Regions from separate parts of the Arabidopsis thaliana genome. Here region 2 is linked to region 1. The links are chromatin contacts, called in public capture Hi-C maps. All regions are on one chromosome and are shown on one strand. The core of a region is the stretch at or near the end of the contact, and the rest is flanking DNA. Distances in the headings are between cores, read along the strand shown.

Region 1 (5,675 bases), core at 805-3,304:
TCGCTAGACATGTAAGCCCCTCTCACCAACTTGAACCCCATAGGAACATTCTCTTTCTCAGCATTTTGTACTGCCAAATGCAGTCTCTCACCGGCGTCTCTCAAGTACGCCTGAATCGTGTTGTAAACGATTGGTCGGTCTTTGTCAGCATTGAACATGATCGCCGATGAATAAGCCATGTAATCGATCGCGGGTTGGAGGATTGTGTCTTCCGCATCAATCAACAATGGTACATTGGACTCTTGGCATTTCCTACAGATTTCTTGAATCCTTCCATGAGCTGCTTCGAGCTCCCTTTCTTCTTCCGCGGTTAACGGTTCCGGTTCTGAGTTTGTGTGGTAGAGAGGACTCGATTCGGAGAAAACCGGAAACGATTTGAGCTTCCATGAGAGTTTGAAGTTCGGACTTTTGTATTCCCACCGCAGCAGATCGCTCACTCGTTTCAGAAGACTAATTGGACAAATGGCAGTTATCTTCACAACCACTGAGCTAAACTGTTAGGACAAGAAAACAAATAACCGGTCATTACAAAACCAAACCGGAACAATCCGTGTCGCACAACAATAAACCGGTATTTTAGTAACCGGAGAATATTCCTAAAGTGTTTTCTCCCGAAAGTTCTAGTCCACCTATACTCGTACGTGTAAATCTAATCCGATAATGACGCATTGCAATTAATTTTAATCACAGCAAAAATCGAATTTTAAAAAGCAAATAAATTCATTAGGAAAAAAAACTAAATAAATTAAACATAAAGTCATTTTCATAAGAGAAACATTAGGGAAACACAACTTTGGTACGTACTTGTATAACGCGTAAGAGTAATTTAACCAATTTAAAATGAAAATAGATAGATATAATAAATGTAGTACATATCTATGCAAGTGTACTTTGTCAGAGTACGGAGATTTAGCTGTCGAACCAAACAAGTTGTCTGAATTTGATAATTACGTTTCCCATTAACAAATAATTACGTTTTAAGACAAAATGATTAGGGATTAATGTAAAATAATCAGAAAAAACAGAGCAAAGAAGAAAAACAGAGGAATTAGGCTTACGTGAGATGTTGGTAAAGATTTGGCAGCTTCAATGGTTCGAATGAATTGTTGCATGTTATCATCACAAGATACAGCGTCATCGGCGTGTTCGACGCCATAGACAAGCATCCCTTTAAGACCAGTAGCTTCATAAACGCTTCTCACGCGCTCAGCGGCTGCGTCGGCATCTTCACCGGCGCAAAAATGGTCATAAAACGTACTTTTCACAAGCCCTAAAACCATGCCACGCGTCACCGAAGCGTCCATAAGTTTAGAGCTCATGACCCACGTCCCTAGGTCGACCATAGGACCTATCGCCGCCGCATGCAACACGGCGGTGGAACGGAGGAGATCAGAGGTTGGGATAGAGGAGAAAAGACGGGCTTGATCGGAGAGATCGAGACCATCGTGAGATTGCTCGGTGGGTTTTGGGTGGTGAAGAGGTGGTTCCGGTGCTTGTTGTCCAAAGGAGAGAATCTCCGGGACGACGGCGGTGGAAGCAGTCACGGTGGGAGGACCCACCGGGCTAAAAGCGGGTAAACGGTAAGATCGCCGGATAAAGTTTGTTCGGAGAAGACGGGTTGCCATAAAATTCAAAGATTTTGTTTTTGAAAACGAAAACAAAAAAAAATAATTTCTCTTCTCTTTTTTTTTTGTTTGCTTGATGTTTCGGTTTTATCGCTGTTTTTTTCTAAACGCTTTGGTTGTGTGATTTTTCTCCTATGGTTACTGCCACATATATTTATAGAAGCACGTAAAACCTTATGCATGTACATACACGTTTTACCTGTTAGATATATATAGATGCCCATGTGTACACTTCTTAATCGGTTTGATGCAGATAAATTAATCTATAAAAAAACAGTGACAAAAAACAAATTCTAAAATTACAACGGAATCTTTGTAAAGAAAGTAAAAATTGATCTTGTTTATTCTTACGAGTTACGACTAATTTGCTGATTTCTTGTCATTTCAATCCAAAGGGAATCTTAAAATACCATAAAATTTTAAGTTTATTCTTAATTTTAATTAATGGACTCATTGCAAAGTTTTCTACTTATGTAGTGATTCTTGATTGGTATCATATATGATTGGAGTAAATAATAACAAGTTGTAGCATATAGTATTCGTAATTATATAAAATCTAGAGGCTACGTTATTTAGTTTAGGTCCACAAATATTAGCTGTTTTCGGAAAAGGGAAAGAGGAAGATTGTGGCGTAATTTTCTGAGAGAGACAAATTTAAAAATAATGATAATTAAGGACGTCAGAGACAGCAAGGCCCTGACCATAGGATGAGTCATCGGATAACTATTTAATTAATATAATATATGATAAAGTTTTTTCAAAATCAAATATGTTTTTTAGGATTTTTTATTGTTATTGTTTTTTTGGGCGGAGACGGTGGAGGAAGATATGAAGGATGAGTGGATGATGAATCGGATTCAACATGTGGACCTGGACTTGTTCTTTGAATCTTTGACTTTTCTAAATTGGAATCTCCGGAATCTTAATGACTACTAGTTTGAATTAATCAACAAAAAGATTCATTTCTTAAAAAAACTAAAAACTTAATATGTTTACTACAGCACAATCTCAATTTAGAGATTCACCTATGCTTTTTTTCTATATATATAAGGTCGTAGCACTTCGATATAAAGAAAATTCTATATTTTTGTTGATCTCTTACTCTAATTAAATTAAGAGTGTATTTCTATTAGATTGTTTATGTTTGACATTTATTTGTAAACATAACGCAATAGTAAAACTACAAATAAGTAAAAAAAAAATTATGTTCTATATGTCATTATTTGTAAATGATGTGTGTATATTTTATAACTATGAGAATTATAATTATAATCTTCTTGATATTATACTTATCACAACTAAATTAAAAATAGATGTGGTAAATGGCTAGATTTGGTATTTGTAAAATCATAAATAAGTAAAAATTGATTTGAGAAGTCAAAAATTGAACGAATTATTTTTTCTTTTAATAAAATTTTAATTTTTTTTTAAAGACACAAAACCAGATCTAAGTATGTTTTTTATATTTTTTTTCTTTATCACTGTTTAGTCTTTAGTGCAAGTTGAATCGTCGACAAATCGGTAGTCAATATTATTTTTTTCTACAATAGTAATGAAAGCTAGAGGATCTGAATCTTGATGCAGCTTAGCGGTAAATTTTACAGTTGTTTTGAGAAGTTCCTTCACTAATACAATGGTCGAGGACACTAATTGAAGGTGATCGATGATACCAGTTGAGGGTGAACCTCAATGTAAGTGAATAGATTAACAATGGTTCATGTCGGTTCTAAAACTAGTTTTGGATAGTTGGGTTGCGCAAACGGTTGTTTCCACTATCTTGATTTGACATTTTCTTCATCGAGTCTGAAGTTAGGTCAGGGAGTTGAAATAATGTCGTAGTTTTCTAAATCTGACATATTTAGTAAAAAAAGCTCTATGTTTTGGTTTTTGGCGTTAGTTTGTGACCAGATTCACTAACTCTGATCACGTCGACGGTGCTATGATAGAGTAATTCTTATTAGCGGTGATGTTTGTAGGTTTAGATGTTTGTATCCGTCGAACAGTTATTTCAAATCACGTCTTTACTTGATTATATGATTTGGATGATAATAAAATTTTGTTTAAATAAAAAATTAAATAAGATGATAATAAAATTTTGTTTAAAGAAAGAATTATAAGTTTATTTTTCACATCATTAATAGAAAATATATTATTCTACAATCATTAATTTATTTACCGCATCAATTACAAAAATATATTCTAACTATCTTAACATTTAAATTATCTATTTAATCAAGGGTAATTCTCAAAAAATATCACATTCAAGTTTTGATTTTTAAAAATACCACTTAAATTACCCTTTATATTTTAAATCTAAAATAGTTAACCTAAACCTAAAAAATTTAAATTCTCAGGTCTTAAGAATTATTTTTTTGTTTGTAGTAAACTTTTTACTGATATTTTGGAATAATTTTGATAACAATATTTGAATATATGGAATGTTTGGATAACAAAATTTGACACTGTATTAGTTTAAAAAACTTCGTTACTCAATTATGATTGCCATATTCATTAAATTATGTCATCATTCTTCCAACCCATACCACTTGACACAGTAATGAAGAGGAACCAACCAAAGCTAAAGATAACTTACAAAAATGTTTAACATGAATTTGATGTCGCACCTTTTAGAAAAAATACAAAAGAGAATCTTTGAAAAAAGCAGATCTTTACAACAACAACAAATATAAAAAAAATACGAGTGGGACCAATTCGTCCTCCCAAAAAGGCAATGTCACCAAGTTTTGGAAAAACTAAAGAAACAAAGTATTTATTTATAATGATGTGATTTGAGCCGTTAAATTGAGGGAAGGAGAGGGTGAGAGGTCACGTGAGGGAGTAAAGAGAGTAGGTGTACATTAGACACGAGAGTTTCCAGCTGTAGCCGCCATTTTTATTGGTCCAACCCAACTACGCATGCAATATTCATTTTTTGTTTCTTAATCTTTTTATTTTTTATTTTTTATACTAGCGGTTTTTATAATGTCAAAAATACAATAATGTCAACAAAATTAAATTAGATTGTATTTTTTTGGATAAAATTATTATTTTATTAGACTAAGTGGTAACGAAAATTAATTTCAAGAAAAATAAGTTTGATGTAAATCAGATTGCATTATCGACATTAACCTACTGAGTTATACGCGTCGTATACTCGTATATAACAAATAGAATCATATTTTTTAATTAGTTTTACGAATTGGTTTATCGTGCAACTGGTAAATAAAATATATTAAAAAAATAAACACAAAAGAATAATGTCTTCTAAATACATTTTAAAACTCAAATTAGTAAAAAAATATGAAATTAGTCATAAATATAAGATTATGTATATAGGTGATACATTTAAAGTATCAAGAGTCGTAAATAAATTTTTAATAGATCAGATAATATATTTTGTCTGATACTGTATCAGTGCAGTGATTCTTTTGATATCCAGTATCAAGTGATCTAGAGACTCATGATTCGTCTTTGAAACGCGTTCATTCCCGAAAGCAAAAAAATAATAATAAATTCATTCTTCTATCTGATAGTCTTTCTACTGTTTTAGCTAACTAACTATATTTTCTGCGAGTGAGTAATTTTACGGCTTTTTTGTAATTATACGATATAATTTTGCAGTAATTTTGTAATTTTATGTTTTTCTATATTTATTTTTTCATTTTGCAAATAATTTTATTTTTAATGATACCAATATCTCTCGCCACTGAAAACATATTTATTATCAATATTATAAAAAAAATTAAACAATAAATAAATATTAAAATTAATACTAAAAAATTATTAATGATACTCATAAAGTATCAACTATATGCATGCTCTAAGAAGCTTTAAAACCAAAAGAAAAATGAGTTTTATTTACACCAAGCTTAAAAAAAAAATGGTTTCTAGTGTAACTTGTCAAAATAAGAGTTTTATCTGCTAAAAGGCAAGGCAAGGACGAATAAACTTTTTAAAACCAAAAAAACCTCGTGTTTCAGTGCTGACTTATATGTAAGATGGTGTGAAAGATTATGGAAAAATGTCGTTTAATACTTCAACTTTCAAATT
Region 2 (5,675 bases), core at 2,169-4,668, 140 kb after region 1:
GTGGCTCCGGAGTCAATGAGTATCACCACTTCTCTACCCCCAATTCTACCCTTCATCATCATAGATTTCTCTGATGAAATTCCACCCATTGAATGCATGGTCTCCACTTCAGTCTCAGAGGCATTCTGTTGCTGAACCTCTTGTTTCATTTGTTCAGGTTCCAGCCCTTCATCCTCCTCAACGTCCTCCTCCACGTCCATACTCCTGACCCTTTGCTTACATTTATGTCCAGGAAACCACTTGTCACCACAATATCTACAGGGATTAACAGATCCATTGTCATTACCAGCCTTTTTGAACTCATTTCCCTTGGAAGTGCTCTGGTAACCTTGTCTTGGTGGTGGAGTGTATGACGAAGTTGCTATAGCTCTGGGTGGTGCTCGAATCTGGTAGCTTGGAGTGTCATTCTCTTGAGCCTCGATAAGCTTAGCAAAGTCAACCATGTCATCTAGGTTGACTGGCCTGCATCGCACAACCTGATTCCTGAGGCTTTTCTTCAGCCCTCTCAGAAATGCAGACTCTAAAATATCAGTAGGACAATGCGGCAGCTCCACTGAGACAGCCTCGAACCTCTCTCTGTAATCCTCCACACTACCCTTCTGCTCGATACACATTAAATGGTCTGCAGAAGTACTTCCCATACTTGGTTTAAATCGACTCTTACACTTAGCCTTAAACAGAGGCCAGTTGGTCACGCCTTCTCTTCCCTCACGGTATCTCCACCAACCCACTGCGACTCCTCCGAGACGTGACAAGGCTTGGGTCAACTTCTCATGTTCCGGTGTCTGGTTCACTGCGAAACACTTCTCAACCCTATACAGGTGGAGAGTTTGTCATTGCACCTGCTCTCAACGAAAGCACCAAATTGTTAAGAAAGAACTTGAGATAGACAAATTAAAGAGGAAAGAAGAGATCAGAAATAGAAGCTAACCAAAACGGCCGCTTAGAGAGTGATATTACTGTTGAAATGTTATAAGATAAGGAACCCTAATGAGAGATTCCCAACTTAAATACATCCAGACTTTAGGGTAACATAAACTTAAACGACATCGCATTAATAGATAAAGAGAGAGAGACTCTGTTTGTCTCAGAGTCTCTAGTGACCATAGCTTCCTTTCTTCACTTTAGCCACTTCTTGTGTCTTTCTTCTTCAACTCCTTTCTTGCCTTACGACCACCTGTCCTTGCCTTCCTCCTCATGAATGCCAAAGGAACCCGTAGCTTATCAGTGACAAAGACAGAGAAACACCACTTCACCAAACAGCAGGTTATTTAAGTCTCTTTTGCTACAGGGCACAAACGAAACAGCAAACCAACCCTGAAAATTCTAAACATTGGTTGCAGGACCAACTTTAGACATAAGAAGCTACAAGGGACCAACATCATTAAGAACCATACTCCAATAGGCTTCATCAACTTTGAAGCATACTCATAGCAAGAGTCATTTTTGGCCGCATAATCAAGAACTAAATTCCCTTTCTCGAACATCTCTTAGTTTCAACAGTCTTCTCCCCCTTGTTGATTGTGTGTTTCAATAAAGCAATAAGCCAAGTATAAACACACACACCAACACAAAAACACAGATGCTTATCAATTTCCTTTTTTTTTGAAGAGAAGAAAAAGAATTAGCTTCTCACCATTAAAACCAAAATGTAGCTCCAGAACTTCAACCGATTCTATAAGACCACATCAAACATCAAGACCACAAACACAAGAAGTAGTTTGTATCTTTAAATTTCCTGCAAATACATGTAGCATCAAACATGAGCGAGATGACAAGATTCAAAGAAAATTTTCACCAGCGTCTGCTTCTCCAATCCTTTTCTCTCCAAAACAGAAAAACACGAATCACCATTGACTTCTTCTTACACTGTCGTCGAAATCAGATTTTGGACCATAATTTAACACTCGACCCATGTCCACAATTTAACTCTCTTTATCTGTGATTCCTCAATAAGATTCCAAACCCCGTCCACTGACTCCTTTAAATCCCTGCAATTTCCTACAGAATCTCTGTCTTGGTTCCTCTTAGTGGTCGCAAAAAATAGCACCAAGCTCATCACGAACCCATAAATCTAGAACCCAACGCTGACACACTTAACTTCACTTGATTCTCAACTGTGAATCTTCCTTCCGTCAATGGATAACGTCAACGACAAACACAAACAGCCGCTTAATCTCCTTCACCAAATGCTACATCCAATTAAAGCGACTTTGCTGAAAACCTCCAGAGCTTAAGAGAACCAACACTGAAAGCTTCTTAGACACACAAAATCGAGAAACTTTAACCATGAGCACTTTCTTTTTAAACAGAAGATGAACAAGCAGCAACAAAGATTCGCACACAAGCCTGCATCTTCCGACATGCTTTCTTCCAATTAAAACACTTCTTAGCACAGTGAGCTTAGTTTGGGCCTCCGATTAAAACAGAAATTGGCCCAAAATATAAAACCCAAACCTAATTCTCTTTCAGACTCGACGATCTTTTCCCGACGGCAAGAGAATCGCAAATATACTTCACATCTCATACAACAAAGGCACCTCTTCTTTCTCATCTAGCCACACACCCAAGAGCTAACCTGTTAGAGATACTAATCTCAGATCGGTTTCCTGCTCTGATACCAATTGAAGTTACTAACTGTGTGCTAGGTCTATACGTCGTTATATGATGAGAGTGTATAAAAGACTTGTATGTGTGCATAAAGTAAATGACACAGAGATTTGTTAACGGGGTTCGGTAACAACCTACATCCGCGGGACCTAGTCCAGAAATAATTCCACTAGAACAAGATCGGAAATACAATTGCATATGATATTACAGCATAACTATGCCTACCACTCTTTTCTAGATGGACTTTGGAAACAGTATCAAGCCTAGCATGTCTTGACTACCACCCGGCAGCACCGGTGCATCACCGTCTTCTCTAACGGCTGCAAATTCCAAAGGAATACCACCAACAGATCATCATCTGTATTTGGTGGGGCGACGCCACAAACAAGTGTGTGCATCTCTCTCCACTATACCATAGACGCGCAACCTTTTTATGTCACGGCAGCCATCTATATATAATCAAGACAAAACCCTAGGCTCCAAATATTCTCGCAATCTTTTTGCCTTGATTCGAAAGTATCTGGACCACCACTAAAGGAAACATCACGTCTCCAATAGAATCATGCCATGTCATCTTCATTCCTCACTTGATTCTTTCGGCATTCAGTTCGCCTACTATGTTACACAGCTGCTACCTGTGAAACACAACTCTGATACTTTCTTTTGATACTCCGGCTTCACAATCACATAGATCTTTACAATATCTGATGCTCAATACCTCTGTTGCTCAACACCTTTGTTGATGTCTGCATAACTCTTGTTGCATTCTGTGTCAACTCCTTTGTTGTAGCAGTGTCTGTATCATCCATGTTTCACACACACGTTCTTGTTGTAGTGCAGTCTGTATCATCTCATATCTTGAGCTGTGTGTCATCATCTTGAGTCTAACAACCAGTTACAAATATACTCTCATTCTCCCCCTTTATTACTGTGTTTTAGAACTCAAACTCACCTTAGTAGATTGTACTTTGATGATCTTCAAGCTTCAATACTATCTCAGAATGTTTCTTTAAACTGTCACTGCATATGTTGTGATTCTGACCGAGTGTCCATTTTCCAACTGTCACAGCTACACAACTCAGCAACATCACAACATACTAACACTTTGTGCTGATGGGTTCAGCTTCAAGATCCATGGAAAGTTCAGGCAATGATCACGAACTCAGATCAAATTGGTCCTCCCTATCGAATCAAAGAAAACGTTTTTCTTCAATGAAACTTGATAATGACTAGAGGTTTTAAAGAATAAAATTTGACTAAACGACTAGGTGGATTCTTTTAACAACTAAACGTGGAGAGCAAGGTGCTTGGTTAGTCAATATTAGCAAAAATAAAGAATTAGTCGTTGAATCTTAGTGGTAGGCGATAAGATTTCTCTATTCATGAATTATGATTATCCAACTAATACATTCTTTTAAATTTTATTTATTGATAAATGTATTTATCTTATTGGTTTACATTATTAGAAGACCAAAACTATATATTATTCAACTAATACATTCTTTTATTCTTTTATTGATAAGATTAATTAATTCTTTGTAAAAAGGAAAAAAATCTTAGTGATTTCATTCTTAAAGATCTACTCAAAAGAGGTTGATTATTTTAAAACTTTAAAACGACCATTTAATAAAACAAAGACAAAATAGTATTTGTTACTTGTCATACAGTGATACAGATGTTAAGCCTTTGGCCCTTGCTTTGAGGACGAACTCTATCGCGCCACACCGGTACAAGTATAGATTACTTGTCATTCAAAGTGAAGCAATATCACATAAAGAGGAGTAAAAAGAGATGTGTACAACAACAGAAAAAATCTATTATCATTTCTATACATTCAATGTACAACAACAAAAACCAACAAACCATGACCAAAGATATCACATAGAGCACTTAATAGCCAACTGAGCTACATAATCTAATCAATATTTGTTACTAGCTAATTTATAAAAAATGTGTATGGGACACTTGCTCCACCTGTTTATACCATTAATCCGCCTTTGAGTCTATGGATAGATACTCTCTCTGAATATTAAAATGGACCGTAAATATATATTTATATCTATGTAGATGCATAGAACATGTGTTAGAATTTGAGACAACAGATAAATTATACTTGGAATATGTAGAGTTCCAAACTCGTTTCCTTAGGTCCTGTTCGGCAGTAATCGCAGCGACATCGACTGATAATCAAAATATTGCCTTTACATCTCCTTCATCCGTTCTTCACCTTTTCTTCATCTCCCCTATTTTCTATCGTTGCAACTGAAATCTAAAGAATTTGGAGTCGCTGGATAAATCAGCAACACAACCCAAGCTTTAATTTTGAAGTAACGATAGTCGCTAGATTTTTTAAATCAAATTGCCATTTTCAAATATTTACAAACCTGGACTACTGTTTATCTTCTTCTCCAATTTACAAATTTATACAACATATCCCAATTTTATAAAAAAAAGAGGAAAAAAAAACAAAACTCAGTCGTTTTTAAAGCCAGTCGCTGGTTATAGTCGCACGACACTTAAACGAACATGCCTTAATACTAGGCCCCTGAGAAACCTAAATCGATCAACATTTTAACTCAATAATAAATTTTAAATATTTCTTAAAACATGTATTTTCCCGGTGGAATGCGTTAGAATTTAAAACATGTATTTTGCTTTATTGATGTGTTAGAAAATTCGACATATTAATGTTAGACACCGACATTCATTTTTCCACATGGTTTTCAAGTATACAATTATAAAATAACTAAAATTACTATGAGAAAAATAACTAAGAAAACTATATATTTCTTTTTGTCGTCAAGTACATTATTCATTAGAGATATATTTGATCTATTTATTATGATTAATTAAGAAAATAGTTATGGGTCAACTAGTAAAGCGAATAATTTGGCACAAAAGTTTTATACCGAATCGCATCATATCACGTTTATAAACAACATTTATTAGTTTTCATTGATCGATAATAATTTGAAATGAAAAAAAAAAGCTATGGGCCTAAAATAAGTATTTAAACTTGGTAATGGGCTAATGGCCCATCATTCGTATATCCAAAAGTTCCAAAC

The links. Capture Hi-C pulls out chosen DNA fragments and counts their contacts.
Region 2: a capture Hi-C map of shoot shows a contact between it and region 1, with 4 times the contacts expected there. A contact is called at or near these places in 2 of 26 Hi-C or Micro-C datasets (callus and root) and 1 of 3 other capture datasets (shoot).

The regions. Positions count from the first base shown.
Region 1 is chr3:12,449,502-12,455,176 of TAIR10.1, forward strand. ERD5 (Methylenetetrahydrofolate reductase family protein) reads right to left here and starts at 2,055. Exons shown (of 4, transcript NM_113981.6): 1 at 1,059-2,055; 2 at 1-494. The coding sequence starts at 1,625.
Region 2 is chr3:12,585,608-12,591,282 of TAIR10.1, forward strand. AT3G30840 reads right to left here and starts at 3,419. Exons shown (of 2, transcript NM_113988.1): 1 at 3,329-3,419; 2 at 2,845-2,930. The coding sequence starts at 3,419. The coding sequence ends at 2,845. It also overlaps the pseudogene AT3G30838.